Regions from separate parts of the Triticum aestivum genome. Here region 2 is linked to region 1. Evidence: chromatin contacts called from public Hi-C data. All regions are on one chromosome and are shown on one strand. The core of a region is the stretch at or near the end of the contact, and the rest is flanking DNA. Distances in the headings are between cores, read along the strand shown. Region 1 holds the start of LOC123145830 (amino acid transporter AVT1A). Region 2 holds the start of LOC123145831 (equilibrative nucleotide transporter 1).

Region 1 (2,537 bases), core at 24-2,523:
GCCAGGCCACTGCGGCCACCATCGATTGAGTATTTGCTGGTTGAAGGACCAAGGTAACCGAAGATGGGAGACGCGGCAATTGTGTAGGTGTCAGTTGTTTCCCTGCAAAATGAACACCACGTCGTGATCATGCCGTCTGTATGACTCTATCTGTACACGAACAGGAAAACTGCCATCTGTAGTTTTGTGCACAAAAAGAAAAAGTGCAATCTGTACAAGCTGCTGGCATTCTTGAGTACGGACAGCTATACTGAGATATGCCAGCAAAGGCATCCATTAATGATGCTTTATTTCTTGTTACACCAGTCAGTACAAAAACGGGAGCCATTGATGAAGCAAAATAATACTACGTACTAGTATGACATACTGGTAATATAGTACTGCTGCTGCCAGGTGTACAGGTAGTGCCAAACATTGAACACTGCACTTTAATAATACTATAAATTTAATAAAATCATTACAACATTGTCGTACTGATGCTAGGAGAAGCTAGAGAAAACATACTCTATTTCCTACCCCTTTTTTCATCATTGTCAGTGGTTTCAGTCAACCTTGGTCATCTGGTCGAACAGATCAGACCATTCCCCAAGTGTCAGTGAACTCTAGGCCACTCCGAGATTGGATCAGGACATGTGTGTTTCCCGAAAATCGATTAAACATGGACAGCTAGCCCCGGATGTCTTCATCGAAAAAAGCTAGCCCCGGATGTGCAACCAGACTCGTCAGTGGCCAATCCAGTGAATCCACATGCAGAACTAACTAGTGCTCTGTCGGCCATTCCCAATCACCGAAGCCAACCAAATCCACTCTCATCACCACAGCAATCTAACCGAATAGCGGCCAAAATTGGCAGAGCAGACCACACCGCGATCGAACACTTAACCAGTAATAACACAGCAGAGTGCACGGAGTCATTGAGATGAGGCGATAGAGCAGGGAGAGAGAATGCGCACGTACCGGTAACTCTGCGGCCACTGGTGCGACTCGAAGGAGCCGACCCCGTCGCCGTCCTCGCCCCGCCCCTCCTCCTCCCCCTCGTCGTCGGAGTCGCGGAAGCTGTCGCGGGGGCTCTCCTCGATGTCGCCGTCGTCCAGCAGCATCTCGTCCTCCTCCTCCTTCCGCTGCCTCGCCGCCGCCGCCGCCATCACAAGTGGCGCAAATGCCGGGTTGCGTGGCGGATTTGGGTAGGACCACACGCGACGCTTCCAGAGGAGATGGAGATGGTAGGGGAGGGAGGTAAAATTATTGGGCGTGGTTTTTGGACGAGCAAGCAGCGGGGTTGGAAGGGGGGATGAAATAGTTGGAGATGGTGTGCTCGCGCGCGCCGCGACAAGGCGGCGTGAGCTGCGCTTGCTTACGGCAACCGGCACGCGGCTGGCTTGCTGCCGCTGTCGCTGACGTGTGGGCCCCGGCGCCACGTGTGAGGGGAGGAGTGGTGGGGGTGGAGGAAGTTGCTCGATTGGAGGTTGTGTCCTGTCTGTCTGTCACCTGCGTGGCGGTGAAACCGGGCATGTTCGGGAATGCGTGCGCTGGCGCTGGCGCCGCGCGCGGTGCACGCACGTCTCATCTCTCTCTGACCTGTGGGACCCAGATAATGACTTGCCTGAATTATTATAGCGCACGTACGTGTGCTGCCTATCACGTGCATGAGCATGACTAGGCCTGGCTTTCTTTTTTAGGAGAAGTACCGTATATTCATCATTCATACACAAATATCCATTTCGGATCGAGAGCTCATCGGATCTTGGTGAACAATAAAATCTAACAAATACTAAACAAATTTCAGATTTTTTTGTGTGAAATATATTTTAGTGTGTGAGGCCCGTCCAAAATTTCAACTCATTTGGACATCCGAGCTGCTCTCAGCAAAAGTAACAAAATTTGTCCCGAACAATGCAAAACTGTAAACTTTTTTCTCAGACCCTATTTTTTTCTTTTTTTTTTGTTGAGAGCTGCTCACATGTCCAAATGAGCTGAAATTTTGCACGAACCTCACGCACTAGACCATCTTCCATGCAAAAACAATTTGAATTTTTTTGAAATTTTCTAATATTTCATTTGATTTTACTGTTCATGCGCAGGAGCAGATGAGCTCGGGAGCCATTTAATCGCTCTCCAACATACATGGGTTCTCTTTGGAACATCTGGAAGAGACAACACATTAGAAAATCTACAGGAAAACTCATAAATTGATTTTTAAAACTTATCTTTTGGGTTCCTGCATCCAACATCATCACGGCCCAAGAATCCAGACGCCGTCATCGCCAAAGTGTTCACTGGAGGGGAGAAACACAAGCCTCCAACTTGCCAAGATCCAAGATAGTGCCATAGCGGCCAAGTTCCATTATGAGCCTTTGAACAGCGTCGTCACAAAGTGGCATCGAACATGTCGATGTATGTCGTCGGCCGAAGAAATACTTCACACATCTTGAATCGCAGTCTTGAAGTCCTTAAGTGGCAGGACTCCAGAATCAGCAACCATCTTCCATGCCAAATCTCCATGTGGACCATCCCTTGAACAAGACTGGCGTTGTAGC
Region 2 (2,537 bases), core at 22-2,521, 180 kb after region 1:
GGCCCCCGATGTAGGGTGTTGCAATATGTTCATGGTTCGCTTATGGTGGGTTGCGAGAGTGACAGAAGATTAAACCCGAGTAAGTGGGGTATGACGTATGGGAGTAAAGAGGACTTGATACTTAATGCTATGGTTGGGTTTCATGACCTTAATGATCTTTAGTAGTTGTGGATGCTTGCTAGAGATCCAATCATAAGTGCATATGATCCAAGTAGAGAAAGCATGTTAGCTCATGCCTCTTCCTCATATAAAATTGCAAGAATGATTACCGGTATTTGTTATCGATTGCCTAGGGACAAATAACTTTCTTGTTGACACAAACCCTTTTTCTAAACACCTAACTTTTATTATCTTGCAAAGTACTTCTAGTTTTATTCTTGCAAAGTAGTTCTAGCATCACTCCTACAAACTAGTTTCATACTTGCTTTCGGTAAAGCAGACGTCAAGTGTGCGTAGAGTTGTATCGGTGGTCGATAGAACTTTAGGAAATATTTGTTCTACCTTTAGCTCCTCGTTGGGTTCGACACTCTTATTTATCGAAAAAGGCTACAAACGATCCCCTATACTTGTGGGTTATCACGGCTCCCTGAAGATGGAATAAAGGTCTCCCCGCCTAGACCCTGTTCCGGCGGTGCATCTAGCACCGTTGGTGGGCGTGTGGAGGTGTGTCTCCGACGGATCTATCTTTGATGGATTTGCTCGGATCTCGTCGTTGTTCGTCTATGTTCGTGTGTATTCGAGTTGGATCCTTCTGATCTACGTTATTCTTCATCTGCGATAGTTGCTGTTCTGGTGCGCTGGTCCTACGAGGCCTTAGCATGACGACTTCCCGACTGTCTACTACAACAACTTGTGCCCGACTCCGGCGATGGAGGGACGATGACGGCGGCGCGCCTTCGGCTCGCTTCAGTGCTTGTAGTCGTCGCTAGGTGGTCCACGGATCTAGATGTAATTTTTATTATTCCTGGTATTCGTTGTACTGCCATGACTGAAAATGAATAGATCGGAAATATTCTCTTAAAAAAATTATTTTACCGAGAGAGAGATACGCTGTTCCGCAGGGAGACTCTCAAGCTGTTATTTGAAAGGTAGGCGCATATTTTAGTCTTCATAGCCGATAGCGTGATACCACACGGGCGAATAAAGCGAAGACAAAATCAAGCAAAGAATCACCAGTCGGCCCACGGCTGTCAGCGACACAATAAAGAATGCAACATGTGCATCATTCATTAAAAGTCGCATAGCGTAGCGTAGGAGCACGAACCTCCTCAACTCGCCCCACACGAAAGCCCACAAAGCCGAAACTCTCTCTCGAGCAGCCCAAAAAAACAAGTCACACGTCCAGATCCCCCAAGTCCACCCATCCGAGATCCCAAATCCATCCGCCCGACCAAGCCATGGCCGGCGGCGACGAGGAGGCCACGACGGCGCTGCTGCCGCCGCCGGCGGGGTCGGCGGAGGCGGAGCGCCCTCCCCCACCGCCGGCCGACCGGCTCGGGGTCGGCTACCTCATCTTCTTCACGCTCGGCGCCGGGTTCCTGCTCCCCTGGAACGCCTACATCACCGCCGTCGACTACTTCTCCTACCTCTACCCGGGCGCGCCCGTCGACCGCGTCTTCTCCGTCTCCTACATGCTCTCCTGCCTCCTCCCGCTGCTCCTCATCGTGCTCGTCTTCCCCAAGTCCAGCGCGCCGGCCCGCATCAACACCGGGCTCACCCTCTTCACGCTCGCGCTCCTCGTCGTGCCCGTCATGGACGCCGTCTACGTCAGGGGCACGCCGCGCCTCTACGGCGCCTTCGACGTCACCGTCGCCGCCACCGTCATGTGCGGCGTCGCCGACGCGCTCGTGCAGGGCGGGGTCATCGGCTTCGCCGGGGAGCTCCCCGAGCGCTACATGCAGGCTGTCGTCGCCGGAACCGCCGCTTCAGGTAGTACCTCTGTTTCTCTTGGCACGTTTGTTCTGCCCAGTCGTGTTCTGTTCTTCTCTGAATTATTGCCCCTAGAAACTGGTCTGGGCGTTCGTTCAGAAATCAGCCACCAGATTGACAAATCGAGCTGACAAGAGTAAAAAGTTTGAGAGTAGGAACTGAGAATGCAACAGGTACTATAAAACCTGTTAGAACCACCAATAAGCGATTTCAAATTTCAATGGAGCATAGGTTGTGCTGTGCTGACTTTGGAACTCGGTAGCACCTGACGAATCTACTTATTTGATAGTACATTCTTTCTGAAAATGTAGGACGCATATAGGATTTATGCGAGTGATGGGTTGATGCTAATGCTAAATGCATCGTCTTCTTCATGATTTGTGTTCCACAGGTGTACTTGTCTCAGCACTTCGAGTGATCACAAAAGCGAGCTTCCCTCAGGACCCCAATGGGCTAAGGCAAAGCGCAATCCTGTACTTCATGGTTGGCATGGTGGTCATGATCATCTGCATAGTGTGCTACAACGTGGCGCGCAGGCTTCCCGTCGTGGTGTACTACAAGAACATCAAGCAGAGGGCTCAGAAGGCGGAGGTGGGCGGCGGCATGAC

The links. A called contact is a pair of places that touch in the nucleus more often than the background predicts.
Region 2: a Hi-C map of leaf shows a contact between it and region 1, with 5 times the contacts expected there. The contact joins the promoter of LOC123145831 here to the promoter of LOC123145830 in region 1. A contact is called at or near these places in 1 of 5 Hi-C or Micro-C datasets (leaf) and 1 of 1 datasets of contacts at active chromatin or transcription factors (leaf).

What each region holds. Positions count from the first base shown.
Region 1 is chr6D:455,633,599-455,636,135 of IWGSC CS RefSeq v2.1, forward strand. It overlaps LOC123145830 (amino acid transporter AVT1A), which reads right to left and starts at 1,274. Exons shown (of 12, transcript XM_044565331.1): 1 at 958-1,274; 2 at 1-102. The coding sequence starts at 1,145.
Region 2 is chr6D:455,815,495-455,818,031 of IWGSC CS RefSeq v2.1, forward strand. LOC123145831 (equilibrative nucleotide transporter 1) reads left to right here and starts at 1,272. Exons shown (of 2, transcript XM_044565332.1): 1 at 1,272-1,929; 2 at 2,321-2,537. The coding sequence starts at 1,398.